Linked DNA regions of Mus musculus: regions 2, 3, 4, 5, 6 and 7 are each linked to region 1. A link is a contact called in public ChIA-PET and promoter capture Hi-C data. All regions are on one chromosome and are shown on one strand. The core of a region is the stretch at or near the end of the contact, and the rest is flanking DNA. Distances in the headings are between cores, read along the strand shown. Region 1 overlaps Fnip1 (folliculin interacting protein 1). Region 2 has its middle 9.6 kb from the start of Tnip1. Region 3 overlaps Tnip1 (TNFAIP3 interacting protein 1). Region 4 overlaps Tnip1 (TNFAIP3 interacting protein 1). Region 5 holds the start of Slc22a4 (solute carrier family 22 (organic cation transporter), member 4). Region 6 overlaps Cdc42se2 (CDC42 small effector 2). Region 7 overlaps Gm12223 (a long non-coding RNA gene).

Region 1 (2,746 bases), core at 141-2,640:
TGTAGCCCAAGCTGGACACAAATTTGCGACTCAGCTTGGTCTTCAATCTAATTGTCCCTTTGCTTTCTCACTTTTTAAGTCCTATACCTTAGTTCAGACAACCCACCTCATATATGCTTCTTGCTTTTCAGATAAAACAAAAATGACCACCTTCAAATAACTATTTTGTTCCTTCAACCATGTACATCTGTAGTAATTTTCCTTTGTAGGTCATTTTCCTTGACCTCATTAAATATATTATATAGTTCATTAGGAACTTTCCTGCTTAGAATGCTTTGTTGTGACTTTTCTGGAACATTGATTTGCCAGTTTCTCTAGCTACATTTAAGTTATTTTTCTATTCTTTCTCTTAATTTAGAAATGTAAACCTTAAAAATGTTTGTTTCCCCTTTATATATTCCTGCACATTTCATATCTGCATACCTTTGTCTTTTAAGAGAAAAGCCTCATAATCTTACCTGTTCTGGCTGCCTAGGTGACCATAGGTCTTAGTTCAAGATAATCCCAGTTTCTTCCTGACTACATAGATACACATACATACATACATACCTTTTAATTCCAAACCATGCCGTTTAAATGGTGAGTTAAATCACCCATGGTTCTTGGGTCATCATCTTTCACAGAGGATCTGCTTAGAATCCTAAATACTTGGTGCCCTTCTTCTTAGCCCTTTTTGTTCACTGTTACTTGACTATCCCCCCTATCCACTGATAACCCCACCAAATGGCTGAGTTGGTCTTTATAAAATTTAGCCTTTGTGTAACACTTGGTTCTGTGCACTGCTGCCTTCCTTGTCTTCCTTGACATTTGAAAGCAATGTACTGTGAGGTTTTCTTCCTCTCTGGTGGCCTGTCTGTACTGATCGTTATCCTCACTGTCTTTTTAGCACCTTGACCATTATGCCTCCGTTCTTCTCTTAGCTCAGAGTCTCACTATTTTCTAATTTAGGCTCCAGTATGCATAGTTTCTGCTGTATTCTTGCAGTTTTCTGCTCCATCTTCAGCGTTTTTCTTTTTCTCCCATTTGTTTGTCAAAATCCTTTACCCTGTCTCTGCCTGATTCAAAGTCAAACACCCTGAGAGCTTTCTAGAAAGAGCAAGGCAGTTTGTGGCCAATCATAGTCTCAATAATTGTCAGCTGTGTGTAGGCTTAGAGCATCGCTCAAAAGTCTTACTGTTCCTAATCAACACTTCTTCCCAGAGAACACCATGCTCCTTTTTACCCTCCTCTCTTCCCAGTCTAATGCAAGAGTTATTTTTATTCTTCACTTGGTACTTGCCAAAGGCTGAGAAGCCAGTTCTTGAGCTAATTCTTTAGTTTTCACTTCACTACTTCCTCAAAGGCCTGCAATTTCCTCTCTACCTCGAACTGCCTCAGAGTGTAAACACATCCACATATTTCCTCTTAGTAACAAAATACCCATCACTCTTGGCTTTCAATGCCTTTCCTTTCTTGACAGTTGACTTTTTCCCCCCTTCAGTTCTGTGAAATCTTACTCCTTAAAACTTTCCTCACTTTGATCACCAATGATGTTTCTGAAAGTGGTGAATGCTTTTTAGTTTCTGAGGTTATACTCCTTCCTTAGAACATTTCAGTCGGTTCCATGAAACCACTTCTTGATTTTCAACCTAAGTTGGTCTGTTCTCTATAGTTTTATAAGTACCTTCCTGTGTTATGCAAGTCAGTGTTGTCTTAAGGATAGATATCTGCTTGAGCTTGGTATGTAGGGTCACACTTCTATCAGTTTTCAACAGCAACATTATTCTTTTAAATTGTGACACTTAATGCACAAATAAAGGTCTGTAAAACAAATGCAGTATGTTTTTTTCCAAATATTTTTTGTGAACTGAAAAATGTACTTCAGCAATGTCTTGATGAGATGGAATTAGCCTCGATCCACCCAGCATGCCCCTTCCTGGTGTTCTTTGATGCATCCTTGTCCTTTGAGGTAAGCACTTTGCACACTTTAGGGCTGTCAGTGTCCTCCTCTTCCCTTCACTGTCTTGTCCACTTTTTCCACTTCCTTTCCTGAGTACATTGAGAGTAAGTAGCAGGCTGGGCAGTGACTAGAGAGTTGCTTGCAGCTTACTATTCTTTCTTTTTCTGCAATTTTAAATTCTTAGACTGAAACTTGCTAGGTTTTAACATTTATTTAAATGAAAATGCAGTAGCTTTTTGTGTGCCTGTTTTACTCATAATCTCTGTTTTGACCTATTGCAAACCTGTTTCTATTTTTGTACTTTTGTGTTGAAGAAAAAATAAAATGACTTAATCTTATGTCATCTCTCCATGAGACCAACATATTTTTATTAGTAATTTGTGCTTATATTTAACCTTTATATATGTTAGCCTTTTATATAAGTTGACTATCTTATATGTTGATAGTAGCTAATTGTTTTTTTAAATTGTACCCTTATTTTTAATTTAAAAATCAGACCTATATAATTATTTAAAGCCTTGACCCACATAGTAGCATTTTACATAAAGATTAGTTGTATATTCTTCTGTAATAATACAGCTTCTGGGTCTGTCAGATAAGATTTTGGTTATAAGAATATATGTGGCATATTTATTAAAATAACTCAAATGAATCCTTTTTTTTTTTCCCAAGTTGGCCCTTGCCAGAATTTGACCCAAGTCAGATTCGACTGATCGTATATCAAGACTGTGAAAGACGAGGGAGAAATGTATTGTTTGACTCCAGTGTTAAGAGAAAAAATGAGGACACATCAGTATCGGTGAGCAT
Region 2 (2,746 bases), core at 86-2,585, 510 kb after region 1:
AGAGAGAGAGAGAGAGAGAGAGAGAGAGAGAGAGAAACCTAGGAATAGCCGGGCAGTGGTGGTACACGCCTTTAATCCCAGCACTTGTAAGGCAGAGACAGGCAGATTTCTGAGTTCGAGGCCAGCCTAATCTACAGAGTGAGTATCAGGACAGCCAGGGCTACACAGAGAAACCTTGTCTCGAAAAGAAAGAAAGAAAGAAACCTAGGAATAGTATAGTAATCTATGTAGTATATGTGCATACATAGAACATAATGGGGTGGAGTTCATAAAAGAGATGATTGGTTAGGGGGCTGCTCAGCTTCAACATTCTTCTAGATTATCTAGACCTGTGGTTTGTGGGCAGTTAATAGCAATTCTCATTGCTCTCTGTCTCTGTCTCCCTCTCTCTATTCTCTCTCTCTCTCTCTCTCTCTCTCTCTCTCTCTCTCTGACAGAGTTTTTTGTATTCCAGGCTGGTTTTGAATTCTTGAATTCTCTGCATAGCCAAAATGACCTTCAACTCCTGGTCCTCCTGTCTTGACATCTTAAGTGCCGGGATTGCAAGTGTGTGAATCACCTGGCTCACCTGGTTTAGGTAGTGCTGGGATCCAGCCAAAGGCTTTATGAATGCTGAGCAAGTAGCCAGTGAACAGAGCCACACCCCCCAGCTCTGGAAGCACCCCTTTAATTGTTTATTCTGATGCAGGAGTCCCAGAAACCCGTGGTTGAAGTACCCTGATCTCCCATCTTTGTTCACTTTTTGTACTCGGGAAGTACCGTCTCAGATCAAGGTCAGAGACTGGATATATAAAGGAAAAACCAAAACTCAAAGTCATTTCGAGGAAACGGGGTATGTGTAATCCTGTCGGGATTTGAAAACTGGGATTCAGGGATGAGTTTTGCAAAGTGGTGCTTTCCAAGGAAACAGATACAAAGGGGGTGTGTTGAAAGATGTTTTCTTAAAGGAGGAGGATCCAAGAACAGATGTCGCAAGGCTGTGCTGTCAAAGGAAGTGGCTTCTTAGCCCATCAGGTCCAAGCAGAGAATCAGAGTGATTGATCTTCACCAATGTTCTCACTGGGCAGAAGGGCTGAGGCTCATGAAGGGGAAAGTGAGGACCCAGGGTGAGGCAGGGAGCTGTTGAGGAGGTAGCTGGGGCTCCTGTCCCTACTCCTTCCATTTTCTTTTCACCTGTGTAGTACTTTGATATCTTTGCCCCAGGTCCTTGGGGCACATTCCAAGGTCAAAGACTGAGACTAAATCTGTGTGCCGGGGACCTACACCTGCCAGATGTCAGGGGCTGCAGCCTGAGGGTGGCTGGGGTACATGGGAGAGGAAGGAGCAGTGCAATGAGGTGGCCTAACCTCAGAAAGGAAGCCTGGTGTCTGGGGAAATTCCCCAACGAGGTCGCATGTCTATGTAAATAACTAGCTCCCATAAGCCTGGACTTCAGAATGGGAGAGAGAGAGAGAGAGAGAGAGAGAGAGAGAGAGGAATCCTGGGAAAGTTGGAGAGGGTATAGGGCCCAGCTATCCCTAGGGGTCCAGCACCCTGCGAGGCTCTTCCGAAAGCTTCACCTCATTGTCTTTGTAGTATCTTCCCTGGGTAGAAGACTGGGGGCGGGGGGGGGGGGGGCGGGGGGGTGGTGGTGGTGAGACTCATTCAGGAAGCCTGTCCTTGCCTAAGCTAAAGTGTATCCTACTATACTTCCTTGGAGACCATGGGGAGGGTGGCCATGATGATAAGTATGACTATAGATTTGCTGCCACTGCTGACGAAGGTGACAGAGATGAGGTTCAGAGTCCGAGAAGGCTTAGCAGTTTCATTTTAGGTTTTCATCTCACTCACTGGGGAATTTTATCTTGGGAACAGCGGAGGCATGAGGCAGGTAGTGACCTTGACTCACCTTGGGCAAATCCCAGCATGTTCTATTTTATAGGCCCCGTGGGAGCTTTCAAAGACTAGTAGGCACTGTTAACCCTTCCTGGAACACTTCTGACATAGTGTCTACAATGGGAGCATCTTTCTGGTCTCTGTAAGTCTCTCACCTGAGGTCTTAAGCCTCCTTGGGAAAGGAGACCCTATCCAGGTCTTCATTCCTTTCTTGGGTTTGGGCCCACACACCACCTGGCTCCCCAGGGGGCTGGCCTGGGAGGACAGAGAGCAATCCCCAGCTATTGGGCACCGCAGGGAGCCTAAGTGTCTCTCCGTAGAACTTGCACACAATCAGGCAGATCCCCAGGACCAGGAGTTGTACATGGTTCACTAAGATGGTACAGCAAGGAAAGGGTGGATGATCGTGCCAGTGTGTGTGTGTGTGTGTGTGTGTGTGTGTGTGTGTGTATGTGTGTGTGTGTGTGTGAAACAACTTTGGAGGGCTGGGCTAGGTGTTTCCCATGTGGCCAGGGATGATGTACTTCTGGTGTGCTTGTGGGCCTAATCAATTCATTTTTTTTTTCTTTATGTGGTCAACAATGAGCTAAGCGTGCCAGTAGGTTCTGTCTTCTCATAGCCTGCGTGCTCAGAACAGCATGCATCTGACTCTGGCTCTCTTTGGTCTGTCCCTGGGCGGCATGGCTGGCAGTGACCTGGCTTTCTGTATGCCCTGTGAGGATTTGGATTTGGATATATATGAGAACGTGCGGGAATCGGAGTGTCCCTTTCCTCTTCCCCTGGGCTTTTGGTTTTCTGTTTTTTTGTTTTGTTTTTTTCCGGGCCCTCCCAGGTCAAAGTCCAGGGCTCTTTTGCTGGGTGCCAGGGAGGG
Region 3 (2,746 bases), core at 84-2,583, 490 kb after region 1:
ACACCTGACTTAGGTGATACTGGGACTAGAACCCAAGTTCACTCATGGTAGGTAAGCACTCCACTAACTGAGCCATACCCTCCACCCAACATCTGGGACAGAGCAAAGGACCAACACAGAGAGGGCTTGGCACAGAACGCAGGCCAGGAAAGGGTTTGAGGTGAGTTATCCAGAGGCCTGGGAAGTGGGGTTACTTGCCGCCTGGGGCTAAGACTCTAACAGCCTCAGCCATAGCCTCAGCCAGTATGCAGACAGATCTCCCACAATGCTGAGGGGTGACACTGCCATCCCTTAGAGCTGCGTGCAGAACCTACCTGGTCTGCACTAGGAGCTGTCAGTCACAGGGGAGTAGGAGACAGTTCTAGCCTCACAGTTAGCACTGAGACCCACCAGCTCGGCTGCAGCCCAGCCATCTGAGTGTCCAGACAGACATTCCCATGCCTGGGATCTTTGGGGGGTCTTGCCCAGCCCAGTTAACAGCTCCCCAACTAAGCACAACCTTACACACTATCTGCTATGTCCATCCAGCCCCCTAAAAGGCCCAGGCCCTACTCTGTACCTTCCATCTTTCCAGGGCCCCCATCACTTACTTCTGGAAATCCCTCGTTATCAATCAGGTGCTCCTGAAAGACTTTATACCCAAGCCACATCCACGGTGGCTAGCCTGTCCCCTGGCTCCTGATGCTGTCACAAAGAGCTCCCAGCCAGGAGGAGCCCTGGAAGGCAAAAACAAGCTCTGGCATACAGATACAGCCTGACCACCACCCAGCTGAAGGCAGCTGAAACACTTCCTCCTGCGATCCATCCTAGAACTCACGGTTGGAGATCAGGCGGGCCTTGAAGTCAGAGAGATCTGCCTTCCTCTGTCTCCTGAGGGCAGGGAGTAAATGTCTGCATCACCATACTTGGCTCACAAATAAATCTACTTTAGATCATGATAAATGAATGAACAAAGTAGTAACATGACAGAAAGTGAGAGGGCTGTGTGTTTTGCATAGGAAGAGCAGGGAAGGCCCCCTCTCAGGAGGTGACATTTGAGCTGAGACTTGACAGATAAGGAAAAAGCAGCCATGGGAAGGGCTAGAAACTGGTCAGGGCATTTGGGATGGCAGGCATAAGGGCTCAGTGTGAGAACAGGCTGAGAACACACACGGCTGGGAAAAAGCAGGTAGCAGGGCCTGCCAAATCACAGTGGGCACAGAAGGGAGCCAGCACCCAGGGGAGGGAGGCATACAAATAACCTTTCAGAGCACCACCATACTCAAACCAGGTCCGTCTGACCCAGCCGGGACATCCGGGCCAGAGACACAGTACTGGGGGTGAAGGAATGAGTCAGACCCATGGCTTCCTGGGGCCCCAAGGGAGCTGCTACGGGCATCCAGGGACAGGCACCCACACCCACAGGTCACCCACGTGGAGGGGACAACATGACCAGATATATAAAAATACTGAATGCTCCCATCTGTTGCTCCCAGAGGGTAAAGATTAAATGTGTCCACAGAGGACTAATACCTAACTAATTTCCCAGGACACAGTCATGACGACAGTCTAAGCCAGCAGCAGAACATAGCCCTTGGGACTAGGGGTGTACTTTACTTGGTACAGGGCTTGCCTAGCATAAATGAAGCTCTGGGTTCAACCCCACAGTACCCTATAAACCAGGCATAGTGGTGCATGCCTCTAATGCCAGCACTCAAACTGATGCAGGAGGATCAGAAGTTTTGAAGGCCAGCCTGGGCTATAAAGAACCCTATTACAAAATAAAACAAAATAACAATTTAGAACTGGCCAGATAGCTCAGAGAGTAGAGGTGTTTGTCACAGCAACCTGAGTTCAAGTCCAGAAACCAGTATGATAGAAGGAAAAAGACAACTGGTGAAAGTTGTCCTCTGACTTCCACTTGGGTATGGATACCCAGGCACACACTCACCTCCAAGTACAAATGAATACATGTAAAATTGAAATCGGACAGAGGGTCCAGCTAAAATATGAGACACTATCAGGTCAGAAAGAATAAATGACATCAGGCATGGTGGAACACCCCTGTAGTGCCAGTAGGCACAGAGAGCTGCAGGGTTAAGGTCAGCCTGGACTAAGAAACTCTCTCTCAAAATAAATAAATAAATAAATAAATAAATACGCAAAAGAGTAAATAATTTCTGAATGTAAAAACTACACATTTAAAAAACTTTTCAGGCCAGGCAGTGGTGGCGCACACCTTTAATCCCAGCACTTGGAAGGGAGACAGAGGCAGGTGGATTTCTGAGTTCCAGGCCAGCCTGGTTTACAAAGTGAGTTTCAGGACAGTCAGGGCTACACAGAGAAACCCTGTCTCAAAAAACCAAACAAACAAACAAAATTTATGGTTAGGAGTCACCACAACATGAAGACCAGCATTAAAGGTCAGAAGCCAACTTCTCAGTGTAAGGTTACTAGAATTACCATTATGCGTTAGTTTTACAGGCCATTTACTAGATACAAAGGAACGCTGAGCCTGCTTAGCTAGTGTGAATATTCCACTCTCCCAACACAATGTCCTCCCTCAAGGACCAAAAAACAATTCTGTGAGTCCTCCGACAGTCCACTCACAAGTGTGAATTCCCCTCTACCACACCCCTCATTGTTGGCACTGTGAGTAAGAGCTGATCAAATCCCACTCTGACTGACTGTGAAATCAAAATGAGGCATCGGGAATTCACACGGTTCCCACACTGCCATTCAACAAGGGGGTGGGGACGGCTGCTGC
Region 4 (2,746 bases), core at 81-2,580, 470 kb after region 1:
TTTCCTACCACAAAGGACTAGGAGTGGCCAGGGCTGATCTCTGGAGGTGTATCAAGTGCTCAGGTTTCTCCAAGTAGCCTACAAGCTTCCAGCAGGAGTTGGTGTACTCCTGAGCTGGCGTAGACAGACTTTAATGGAAAAGGTAAGTTATCAGCCCATGACTGCGCGCTGAAACCTTTCTGAGCGAGGGAACCTCGCCTGCTCTCAGTCATGTCTCAGTCCTCAGGGACAGAACAGGACGAGATGCATATGGTCCCAGGAGACAAAACACAGAGCATCCTGACAGGGCGATCCTCTCAGCACTGAAGGTTAAATGCTGGTGTGAGATGGGGTGGTGTTTGCAGGTGAAGGGGAGGCCAAGTAGAGCTGGCATAGCAACAGTTTAATGGTCTATAGTGGGGCATGCTTCATGGTATGGACTTAGGAGAAGAGGCAAGAGGTTTGCCTCACACGAAAACAAAGCAAAACAGAACAGAATAAAGCAAACATTAAATAGGAGGGAGGGATGAGGAAAAGACAGGACTTTAAGGTCTCTGACAAATCTTGAAGATCTTTCACAGCAGCTCTCCAAGTCTGGCATTTTAAGAAAGAACAGAAGGACTGCACGGCTGGACTAAGGTTAAACACTGCAAGGTAGGAATGTGGATTTGAGCAGCCCCTCCGAAGCTGGAGAAACGCGTGCACCCCACTTGTGAACACAAAGTGTAACCTCCGGGCCATCTGCCCCTGGGAGGAGCCAAGGACAAGCACAAAAGGGTAAATCACTCCCACCCCTCCCATCAGCACCAGGCCGACCCTTTCCACACCTACAGACCCAAGAGGCTGAGTCACTGTAACTGACAGAAAGGTGATTGGTCCAGAGGCCAGTGGGGCTGGCAAGTGGCCCAGGCTTTCACAACAGTGGGGTGCCTGTGTGCCCCAAGCTGGGGAAGTCACCAGCGGGGGATTTGCATATGAGAGTAAGAAGCACCCCATGCTATAGCCCCTCTGTGTCCCCCATGTAACTACAGGGGACCCAAGGGATCTGAGTGTCGTGTCACGAAAGGGCAGGTGACAGACAGAGAGGAAAGAAAAGGATGTGCTGGAGGTGGGGGCGGGGATGCCTGTCTGCTCACCATCATGTTCGTAGGGTGGCTGCCAGTTTCGGGTGAATTCTGCTCCTCAGTAGGGACCACTTCAAAGTCCGAGGAGGCGCCCTAGGTAGAAGGAAGTTAGTAGCTGCCCATGATAAACGGACCCTGCCCCCAAGGAAGACAGAAGGGCAAACAGTGCAGAGTTCCTAGAGGCAATAGTCACACACTATTCATGAGATCACCCAAGAACCACAGGACTGCCATCACCCTCCTTGTGATCTGAGGTCATACCCCTCCATGGCCATTATTTATCAGTGAAACAGGGGTGTGGGTCGAGCCAACCTTGAAACAGTATTATTTATTTGCTCTCTCTCTCTCTCTCTCTCTCTCTCTCTCTGTGTGTGTGTGTGTGTGTGTGTGTGTGTGTGTGTGTGTGTGTGTGTGTGTGTGTGTTGGAACGGATGAGGAAACCAAGTTCACAGAGTCAACACACAAGCCAAGACTCTGCACAAGCTGGCAGATCCTGCCAAAGCAACCAAGCTATCTCCTGGGCTCAGGTGCCTCTTGTCACCCTGGCTGGCAGCAGCTACTACAGCCACCACCAAGGGAGGCCCTGCACCAGCCTCACCAACTCAACCCAAAGGTCATCCCAGGAGAGGACTGACCTGAGAACACTAAGGCCGCTCTGCAATGTGTCATCAACCAAGGCGCAGACTTCACTGGCTGTTCAATCAGCTGAGGAGCCCAGAGTTCATCTGAACCTGGCTCTAAGAGACCCTTAAATGTGGCGTGACTGGGGCTGGGGAGATGGCTCAGTGGGTGGAACATTCGCTACACCAGCAGGAAGACCTAACTTGGGATTTCCCAGCACCCATATAAACAGCACAGCTGGGCATCCCTAACTCACAGCTCAGCACGGGAGTGGACAGAGACAAGAGGATCCCTGGGGTACTGGCTTATCTGGAGATGGCAAGCTCTGGGTTCAGTGAAGAGATGTAAGGGATAAAGCAAGGAGCAGGAGACCTGATGCCCTCCTCTGTCCTCACCAGAACACACTCCACGCATATACCTCTTCCTTCATACCCCACCAAAAAACCCCCAAACCAAAAACACCCTCCTGACCTGCTTTCCCTGTCCTGGATGGGGTAGGACAGATGGGAGAAACCAGCCCAGCTGGCCACCAGTCAGAGCCACCATGACCCCATCTGTGGTCTCAGCTTGGAAAAGACCCACCTTCTGACCATCTGAAGGATCTGGCCCTATGATGCCAGGCTACACTTCTCCATTGAGCCTGCAGCACATGGTTTCTGAGCATCTTGGAAGTATGTGTCTGTGCCCAGTTAGTGAGCATGGTCACGTTAGATAGCTCAGGAAATGAGAGAAAACTCCTTGTTTGATCAGGACCTTCCTGGTCATGAGAACCATGACTTTCACCTCAAAATGGCAAGCTGTCCCATCCCAGCGCTCCAGACTGATGTGTGGCGGGAAGAGCTTTAGGTAACCAGTCACAGCTCCAAATGCAACTTACATTGGACGGAGATTTGGAGGCTGGCTCGGGCTTCTCCATGGAGTTTCCCGTGGTGGCGGTGGCGGTGGTGGTGGCGGCAGTGCTGGTAGCAGGATGTACCTGGACCTTTGTATCCTGTCCTGGAAAATCAAGACTGTGGCTAAAG
Region 5 (2,746 bases), core at 171-2,670, 440 kb before region 1:
TTTTCTGTTGACTGCTCTGTAGTGCTGAGGGAAAGAGATAAGAAATTGAGGCTGTTGTTCCCAGAGATCTCATTGGGAGGAACCTAGTTGGTTTTTTGTTTAACCAGCCTAGGGAAAAAAAAAGACAGACCAGAAGCAGCAATGGTGGGAAGGCAGATTTTCTACCAGCTTGACCAACAGCAGGTAATCAGTTCTGGGTGATGCTCTTGCCAGAAACAGTGCTTGTCTTATCTGTTATGACCTGGTCCTCAGCAAATACGCAGCAGGAAACTAAGAGGGAGTAGTAGGTCCACATTCAGACTCTGGTGACTTGGGGAACCTATTCCCTGATCACTTAGAGGTAAGGCAGTGGGCTCAGCTGGAGCCTTGATCACCAGCTTACACTTCCCTCAGAAGTACGGGTCTTTCCTTGAGTGTCCAAAGGCCAGGTTCTAGTTTTGACTCCTTACATCCAACCAGTGTCAAGGAAGGGGCTGCTGCCTCTTTTTCGAGAAAGTGGGGGCCTCGACATAGAGGCCCTTCTGTCTCAAGACCCTTCCTTGTGTCCATCAACAGACCACTGTAGCCATTCTCTGTAGCAAGGAAATAGCTATGACTATAAATCAAGACAGTCTGGTTTGGCCTGCCCAGGGAAGCACCAGGGCTCTTGGGAAACTCTGTTGTGAAACTCAGAAAGGAAAAGGCAGTTGATGACAACACTCTCTTTTTTTCATCCCCTCCATGCCACACAGAAATTCATCAGCTCTGAGTGTGCGCTGAGAATACACTCACAACCCCACTCTGTGCCTGGAAGTTTTGAGACAGTAGGTGACACTGACCCAGGCACTGTCAGGGGCTGTTGGGGGCACGGATGCAACGGAGTCTCCATTCCCAATGTCCAGCTCCAGCACTACCACCTACCTCTGTCACGATGGTGGACAGGAAGATGTCCTTGTCGTACTCCCAGCCATCCAGGCAGCTCTCCTGCTCCAGCTGCTCCAGATCCACGTCCTGTCCTGGCTCCAGCCCCATCGCAGAGAAGTTGGCGATGGTGGCCAGTCGGTAGCGGCGGCAGCTCTGAGGCACCTGTCGTCCGTCCTTCGTCTCCAAGGGGATGCTGTGGTTGCGCCAGGAGCTGCTCAGGTTCACAGTGTCAGGAACCAGGCAACGGTGCTCGGGGGTCCCCGCCAGGAACACGACTGACATACCATTGAAGCCATTGGGGATGATGCTGGCGCTGAGCAGAAAGAAGATGAGGCGCTGGAAGGGCCCCCACTCGCCCAGGAAGGCGATCACCTCGTCGTAGTCCCGCATGTTTCCACCTCTCCTCCTCAGCTTGCGTGAGGGAGGTGGGTGGAGAGAAAGGATTCAGCGATTGCGGCGCGCTGAGGGGATCTTCCTAGGTGGCTGCGTGCAAACACGCCGTGGGTGCTGCAAAACTCCCAGGGGTTGGCGCGGAGCGCCGGGAAGCCGAGTCCTCTGGACCACACCCCCGTGCGGCTAGGCAGCGAAAGGCCACTGCACTCCACCGATCTGGGCGGAGCTCTCGGGCCGGCTCAGCCTCCTGCTCCGTTCCTTGCACCCAGCGGCCTTCCACGCAGGCCTCCCGCCCGGAATCGGCCGGACAACGCGCGTGCAGCTAGGAGCTCCGGCTTTCTCGGCCCCACGTGGGAGGGAGAGCGACAGGGAGGAGCGTCCCGAAAGCCAGGCCTAGCCCGGAGCAGGAGTTCGTTGCTCCACAATCCCAGCCTGGATTATGAGCAGGCGGACCGGTCAGTTAATCAAGTCTGCGCTCCCAAGAGACCTGTGTGGGGGACAGGAGCGCCACCTCTTCACACACACCAGCGTGGGAACTCACTTATGAACCTTAGCATGGCCGTAGTCCATCACGGGACGGCGGCGGCCCGAGAAGCGTCCTTGGAAAAGCAGGATCCTCACCTTGCAAAGAGGCGACTGTGGACCTGGAGCCAGAAAAGGATGTGCGAGGTCATGCTGAGTCAGAGGCGCGCCCTGGATTAGAAGGGCTGGATCACGGGCCCCTGAGTCGTTCTAGTGTCCTTTCGAAAGATTCCCTGTGGCCTTTATAGAGACACCAGAGGGAAGTCGGCCCACTGAGGGAGCATAGAGGAGTCACCACGCCTGGGCTCGGTGTTTGTCCTTTTGCACTCTCGGGGCACCCGGAGTCCTTTATTGCGGCACGGTGCCAAAGCCTTCTTGGACTGAAAGGCTATTTGCAGAAAGGCCCATTCTAGTCTAGGAACAGAGGGAGGAAGGGACAGAGAGAGGACAAACTGGTGAGATTTGGCCCTCAGAACTGGCAGGGTAACCAAAAGCGGGATTGCCTTTTTTCTCTCTCTGCTCAGTATTCACATCTAAGGTCCTGGGCACAGTGTACAAGCTAGCCCAAGCTAGAGCTGGGCTCCCCTAGCCTGGGATCCACAGGCCTGGAGAGACTGTAAGGCTGAGTAGCCCAACACTTTGCACAAACCGGGTTGTCTCATCAGACTCTGGCAAGGAACTGAAGGAGACTTCTGCTTTTTTCTTTGTTTTTGTTAGTTTCCCCCATGAGTCCTACTGTTAGGCTGACTTCCCACCAGTAACTTACATTTCTTTTCCTGTCATTTAAGCCGCATCTCCTAGTATGCCAGGACACTAGCTTTTTACTTTTGTTCGTTTGAGACAGGGTCTTCGGATGTAGCCCTGGCTGTCCTGGAACTTGCTATGTAGACCTGGCTGGTCTTGACTCACAGAGCTAGCTCTGCCTGTC
Region 6 (2,746 bases), core at 165-2,664, 310 kb after region 1:
AACATGTTGAGAAAGACTTTTAGAAGATGGGAGATTTTTCAGCATTATCTTTATATGACTAAAGTGATCCAGGAGAGATAGGACAAAGGTATACATGCTGAATGAGATCAAGACTGAAGCAATTAACATCCTTGACCAGAGAAAAGGAACAAAACCAAGCGCAAGGGAAGAAACAGAAGATGTGAGTAGAGATGTAGGATGGTCAGGAAATGTTTTCTGATTGCTTTCATTGTGAGTATACAAGAAACTAGTTCATCAACTGGAAACAAAAAGGGGGTAGAGGGGTGTGGTACAAGAGCTGACAGACAAGGTGTGAACAGTCATTCAGGAGAAAGACAGCTGGACCAGGGGAAAGCCCTGGGATTATAGACTGAGAGCATGCAAGGCCATCACGGCCAGTAAGCACTTGAGAAGAGCTGGGCATGGTCTAGGTAAACACTGCTCTACGGGCTATGGGGGGTCAGAGGAGTGCAATGACAAAAGGATGGAGTGTAAAGAGACAAGAACAGTGGGTGGCCCTTCAGTTCAAACATGACAAAGAATATTCAAGAGACTTTACGGAGAAAGAAGTCTTAAAAGCATATGATGCTATCAGCAATGAGTCACACACACACACACACACACACACACACACACACACACACACTCACACACGTACCCTGAAAGTGCATTACTAAACAGGAGCTGGGAAGGATGTTGAGGCCCCAGGGAAATGCTAAAAGCTATGCTGTATAAAGTCACTTTAATGTACTATGCTTACTTCTACTAACATGCTACTCAATAACAGTAGAATGTGGTTCCCAGACATTGAATTCCCAAGAATACCACTTACAGCATTCCTAGGACCAGATTCATCTAAAGACCCACTCGACAAAAATGGCAGATAGCATTTGAACTAACCACTCAAAACCTCACACACACACCATCTCTAAACAGGGGAGGATACCTTTACTGAAGAATTGGCAATACTATTTATGAAACAAAGAAACAAATGAACAGGAAAGAAAACCACCAGGTGTGACAGCACACCTGGTCTTTAATCACACCACTCAGGAGGCAGAAGCAAGCAGATCTCTGTAAATCCAAGGACAGCCTGAGGAACATAGCAAGTTCTGTCAGAGCCAGCCAGAGCTACATAGTGATAACTAACCTGTTTCAAATAAGAGAAAGAGAAAAAAAAAAAAAGGAGGAGGAAAAAGAAAAGGGACTAAAATAAGGCCAGTGCTGACAGACACTAGAAGACTTTTCATTATCTAAGTGACTAGAAGAACTACAAGAGCTTTGTAAGACCTAGAAGATGACTCTCCAGGGACAGCACAGTGAGAACCTTTCTTCCACTTCAACCATATCAAGGCCCATCACTGAGCAGAACAGCTGCAGAGGCCTGTAGTTCCCCAGAGCGGGAGGGGGGAAACACACAGTGCTGGAGAGAGTCCAGGTTCATTCTGCTGTCCTACACAAAAGGTCACAGGAAAAGACTGATGTACAGTTCACTAGTAAGCAGTTACTTAACACCTGGGCCACCCTAGGGTCCACCCCCAGCACTGAAAAGAAAAAAAGTCAAATTGATGACTTGATAAACCAAATCAAACAAAAATAATTTTGTGCTGTAGTACAATACACTTTCAAAACCTCTACCATGCAGAGAAACCCTGTCTCAAAAAAAAAAAAAAAAAAAAAAAAACTCTACCATGAAGATGTCATAAGAAATCATAGCATGAATTTCTAGATCAGTTAACAAAACTGGTCAGGGTTCACACAATCCCTGTAAAAAAATCATGAGATTTAATGTGAATTCATGTACCATTTTCTAGGAAACGGAGTTGTTTTGTTTTGTTTTGTTTTACCATAGCCCATCTTTAGCTACATACATAAGTACCATCTAAGTTTCAGATAAAGATTGCTTATTACTGAAACTGGACATTTCAGTTCAGAAGTCCCCTTTGCTTTGGGTAACAGACCTCTGCTAGAAGGGTCAGAAACTCAAGGCCATCCTCAGCCCCACACGCAACTGTGTGCCAGCCTTCGCTCCATGGGACCTGTCTCCAAAAATAAGTCTATAAAAAAAAAAATCAAAATTATACATTTTCAATTGTTTTTAAAATCCTCCAAGAGGGTTGACCAAATGCTCAGCAGTTTAGAGCACTTGTTGCTCTCTTACAGAGGGCCTGGGTTCAATTTCTAACACCCACATGGAGATTCACAGCCATCTAAAACTCCAGTCCCAATAGATCCAATGCCTTCTCCCAGCCTCCACAAGCACTAGACACACATGTGTGCATATACATTCATGGAAGCAAAACACTCATACATATAAAGTAAAATAAATCTAAAAATTTTTTTGTTTACTCTTATAAAACCTTGAGGAGCTGGAGAGATGGTTAAGGAGTTAAGAGCACTGGCTGCTCTTCCAGAAGACCTGTATTCAATTCCCAGCACCCACATTACAATTCACAAATGTCTCTAACTCTGGTTACAGGGCTTCTGCCATCCCCATATAGACATACATGCAGGTAAAATACCAATAAATATGAAATAAAAAGTAAATTATTCTTAAAATAGATAAAATACCATAGACTCATCCTTAAACAAATAATAATAAAGTATTTTCAGGATTTAAAAAGTCTGATACCTAAAAATACAAAAGCAGGTTATCCTGGAGAATGTGAAACTAAAGTACCCAAGAAATGTTTTGTGTTAAGTGCTATTCTAATAAGCTTTCACAACCTATACAAACAGCACAGGC
Region 7 (2,746 bases), core at 118-2,617, 300 kb before region 1:
CACTCTATGTAGCATCCTGTCCCCTGGCTCTATATGTTCTCTGAGCCTTAAGCAGAGGGGTTGGTTTGTAAATGTATCCATTGGGGATGGGCATCCACAGCTACTTATTTTCTGATTTTTTTTTTAACTGAAAGTTGTGGCTTTCCAAATGTTGCAAAAAAAAAAAAAAAAAGATATTTCTTGGATGGCAGAGAGAATACCACTTGTCTGTGGATATAAAGTTAAATATTTAGAAATCAGTTACAAATTACATTAGTTTAAGGACATACCAGTAGTAGGCTCCCCTCTAGAGTCGGTGAGCTCTCTCACAAGTAGTTTGCTAAGTCTGCAGTTCCAGGCATGGATTTCCTCCTATTGAGTGGGTCTTAGGTCCAGTTAGACAGCAGTTGGTTACCCACAAGATAAAGGTGCCGCTATTGCATACACAACTGAGGATAGCTTGCTGGACCAATCATTGTTGTGGCCCCTAGGCGTCACAGTTGGGTATGGTGACTGGTTACTTTCCTCCCTTAACAGCTTGCATGGTACCTTCTGACACCCTGGGAGCTAGTCCTCCAGCAGGAGGCTTCCAGGTAAGTTCCAACTCACCTCCTCCCAGTCCTGGGTCCTGTGAGCTGCCCAGTGTGGGTATGTAGAATCAAACACAGGCCCTCTGTAAGAGCAGCAGGCATGGCTAAACACTGAGTTAGCTCCCTGGATATTTGTTTTAATGTTTTAATGGGGGTCATAGTTTTCAATTATCCATCAGGCACAACTCATGTTGCTGAGCATCTAAAACTCTGGGTGAATAGCTTCAGAGACCAGTGACCCCTTGTTGTGTTTGTTTGTTTCTTTTTCTCTTCTTTCTTTCTTGTTTCTGTTTGTTTGTTTGTTTTTTGTTGCTGTCAGAGCTTCTCTCTGTAGCTTTGTCTGTCCTGGAACTCACTCTGTAGACCAGGCTGGCCTGGAATTCAGAACTCCTGACTCCCAATTGCTGGGATTAAAGGCATGGGCCATCACTGCCTGGCTCCATTTTTCAATCTCTGCCTTTTTAAAATGGAATTAAAGCCATGAGAATTTTGTTTAAGTCACTATTAAAGGCAACTTCCTCTTGTCCTTATTGTAAGCGCTCCTTCTGGCTTTCAAGATGGAAGCTGAAGCAAGGTGATCCCCTAAGCAGCAGGGACAAGGAGGCTCTTCCTTCCTTTCCTGGCCACCTTGTGCAGAAAGGCTGCCTCTGAGCAGCCAGCTGTTAGCTGTCTGCAACACCCTGGAAGTCTTCAGAAAAGACACCTCTGGCTCTTGCAGGTGCAGCCGCAGGCAGGGCTGTTCAAAACAATTTATAACAGGGTTTTGCTGTCACAAGCCTCAGTGAACTCTACATGACCCTGCAACTATTTCCCCCCTAGGTCAGACTGGGGAGCACCTAGCCTGAGGGCCTGCTGACTGGTGCCTAAGGCTGAGTAGAGCCACCACATCCCCCCACCCCACTCTTTCATGAAGGTGTGCTGTGATTGGTCCATACACCTCTTCTTGGGTTAGGTAAGCAAGCTGCATAGAGTGTGCTGCCTACAGAGACTTCCCTGCACTGCAGGGGCCCTTACCTTGAGGCCCTACAAAGGCTCCCCTCAACTGTCTTTTCTTATTTATTTTAGTAGGGTCTAGGCTGGGAAGATAAAGACAGAAGCAGTAGAGGCGGCCAGCTTGGATCGACAGCAGGATGGCAGTGGGAGGAGCAGTTAGGGAGGAGCAGTTACAACCTGCACTCAGCAGGCCAAGCAGGAAAACCCGGGAGGACCACCACGCTGAGGACAAGGCACACAGTAGAGCACTTGCCTGGCACACTCTCGGGGCTAGGTTCAATCCCCACTACCAAGAATATTTAGATACATTGAAATAATGAATTAATTATTTAAAAATAGTTGTCAAGCCACTTGGCCACTTGATAGCTGAGACAGGCTGTGGAATCCCCACACCTAGGCCTGCCCAGATGTGATGTTGGGTGCTGCCAAGGGCTGAGGAGTCACCCCTACCTTCCTAAGCTCCCCTGAGGACTGCAACATGCAGAGCTATGATTCCCAAGGCCTGCCCGTGTGCGATTGGAACACCAGTGGACGCTCTTTGTTTTTGCTCCCACCCATCACGTATTGAAAACCAAACTAAGACTAGAGAACAGCTGGTTGTGTTTGCTGCCCATTGCCCTGAAGATCAGCCCACAAACACGTGGATAAGGCATGAAGATTAGATATGCTTGAGTTTGGGGTGAAGTGAAATTAAACATAATTTTTTATTATTATTATCATTAATTTTTTATTTGAGAATTTCATGTGTGTAGTGCCACCCCTTTTTCAAACATAATTTCTAAAAAGCCGTTGGCGCTCCCTGACAGTGCTTTCCCTTCCCTTTCAAACAAATGTTCAGCCACAGAGCAGACAACCAAGCGAGGAGCATGACGGAGCAGCCTAATTAAATTTTCCCAAATTTTAATAAATTTGAGGAACTTATCAGGGCCTGTTACATGCTAGATGTTCCCCTAAGCACACAAGTGAGATTTCTATAGTTTGTGTTCAGAATCAGACACTGGACATGAGGATGGGTAGATAGGGCAGTATATTATGGGAAATAATATGTTGGCGGTCCCGAGGACCGTGCTCAAGGTATTCAAATACTGCATTCATAGATGATAGACAAGCCGTTTAACCACCCTGCACCCTTCTCTTCAGTAAAAGCAACTAAACCATCACAAAGCCCTGTTTTATGTTTGGGA

The links. Promoter capture Hi-C pulls out the DNA fragments that hold promoters and counts their contacts. ChIA-PET counts read pairs in DNA pulled down with a chosen protein or histone mark. Capture Hi-C pulls out chosen DNA fragments and counts their contacts.
Region 2: an RNA polymerase II ChIA-PET map of memory CD8 T cells shows a contact between it and region 1, with 8 read pairs. The contact joins two enhancer-like sites. A contact is called at or near these places in 1 of 15 datasets of contacts at CTCF or cohesin (large pre-B cells) and 1 of 115 datasets of contacts at active chromatin or transcription factors (memory CD8 T cells).
Region 3: an RNA polymerase II ChIA-PET map of memory CD8 T cells shows a contact between it and region 1, with 12 read pairs. The contact joins two enhancer-like sites. A contact is called at or near these places in 2 of 115 datasets of contacts at active chromatin or transcription factors (memory CD8 T cells and regulatory T cell precursor).
Region 4: a contact with region 1 is called in an RNA polymerase II ChIA-PET map of memory CD8 T cells, with 7 read pairs. The contact joins two enhancer-like sites. A contact is called at or near these places in 2 of 39 promoter capture datasets (liver and pre-B cells), 1 of 15 datasets of contacts at CTCF or cohesin (large pre-B cells) and 1 of 115 datasets of contacts at active chromatin or transcription factors (memory CD8 T cells).
Region 5: a contact with region 1 is called in a promoter capture Hi-C map of hematopoietic stem and progenitor cells, with 2.3 times the contacts expected there. The contact joins the promoter of Slc22a4 here to the enhancer-like site in region 1. A contact is called at or near these places in 5 of 39 promoter capture datasets (the 3T3-L1 cell line, cranial neural crest, embryonic stem cells and 2 more) and 4 of 115 datasets of contacts at active chromatin or transcription factors (bone marrow-derived dendritic cells, bone marrow-derived macrophages and embryonic stem cells).
Region 6: a promoter capture Hi-C map of adipose tissue shows a contact between it and region 1. The contact joins two enhancer-like sites. A contact is called at or near these places in 4 of 39 promoter capture datasets (the C10 cell line, cranial neural crest, frontonasal cranial neural crest and 1 more) and 1 of 9 other capture datasets (adipose tissue).
Region 7: a contact with region 1 is called in an RNA polymerase II ChIA-PET map of memory CD8 T cells, with 18 read pairs. The contact joins two enhancer-like sites. A contact is called at or near these places in 1 of 39 promoter capture datasets (frontonasal cranial neural crest), 1 of 15 datasets of contacts at CTCF or cohesin (the NIH/3T3 cell line), 3 of 484 Hi-C or Micro-C datasets (embryonic stem cells and regulatory T cells) and 1 of 115 datasets of contacts at active chromatin or transcription factors (memory CD8 T cells).

The regions. Positions count from the first base shown.
Region 1 is chr11:54,463,476-54,466,221 of GRCm38.p6, forward strand. Fnip1 (folliculin interacting protein 1) reads left to right here. Exons shown (of 18, transcript NM_173753.4): 2 at 2,612-2,738. Among named protein-coding and RNA genes, the nearest start is that of Fnip1, 27 kb to the left of the region's middle. Within about 2 kb of position 1,391, at least 74 of the 459 cell types and tissues checked have an H3K27ac peak or open chromatin away from gene starts, as enhancers often do. A contact at or near this core is called in adipose tissue, bone marrow-derived dendritic cells, bone marrow-derived macrophages and 3 more, where this site is marked.
Region 2 is chr11:54,971,191-54,973,936 of GRCm38.p6, forward strand. No RefSeq gene overlaps it. Among named protein-coding and RNA genes, the nearest start is that of Tnip1, 9.6 kb to the left of the region's middle. Within about 2 kb of position 1,336, at least 131 of the 459 cell types and tissues checked have an H3K27ac peak or open chromatin away from gene starts, as enhancers often do. A contact at or near this core is called in memory CD8 T cells, where this site is marked.
Region 3 is chr11:54,951,533-54,954,278 of GRCm38.p6, forward strand. All of the region lies in intron 2 of Tnip1 (TNFAIP3 interacting protein 1), which reads right to left. Among named protein-coding and RNA genes, the nearest start is that of Tnip1, 10 kb to the right of the region's middle. Within about 2 kb of position 1,334, at least 47 of the 459 cell types and tissues checked have an H3K27ac peak or open chromatin away from gene starts, as enhancers often do. A contact at or near this core is called in memory CD8 T cells, where this site is marked.
Region 4 is chr11:54,935,346-54,938,091 of GRCm38.p6, forward strand. It overlaps Tnip1 (TNFAIP3 interacting protein 1), which reads right to left. Exons shown (of 19, transcript NM_001199275.2): 5 at 2,602-2,720; 6 at 1,116-1,196. Among named protein-coding and RNA genes, the nearest start is that of Tnip1, 26 kb to the right of the region's middle. Within about 2 kb of position 1,331, at least 149 of the 459 cell types and tissues checked have an H3K27ac peak or open chromatin away from gene starts, as enhancers often do. A contact at or near this core is called in memory CD8 T cells, where this site is marked.
Region 5 is chr11:54,026,684-54,029,429 of GRCm38.p6, forward strand. It overlaps Slc22a4 (solute carrier family 22 (organic cation transporter), member 4), which reads right to left and starts at 1,421. Exons shown (of 10, transcript NM_019687.4): 1 at 901-1,421. The coding sequence starts at 1,293.
Region 6 is chr11:54,777,252-54,779,997 of GRCm38.p6, forward strand. All of the region lies in intron 1 of Cdc42se2 (CDC42 small effector 2), which reads right to left. Among named protein-coding and RNA genes, the nearest start is that of Cdc42se2, 9.1 kb to the right of the region's middle. Within about 2 kb of position 1,415, at least 56 of the 459 cell types and tissues checked have an H3K27ac peak or open chromatin away from gene starts, as enhancers often do. A contact at or near this core is called in adipose tissue, where this site is marked.
Region 7 is chr11:54,161,769-54,164,514 of GRCm38.p6, forward strand. The region is part of intron 3 of Gm12223 (a long non-coding RNA gene); the gene reads left to right. Among named protein-coding and RNA genes, the nearest start is that of Gm12223, 21 kb to the left of the region's middle. Within about 2 kb of position 1,368, at least 23 of the 459 cell types and tissues checked have an H3K27ac peak or open chromatin away from gene starts, as enhancers often do. A contact at or near this core is called in memory CD8 T cells and regulatory T cells, where this site is marked.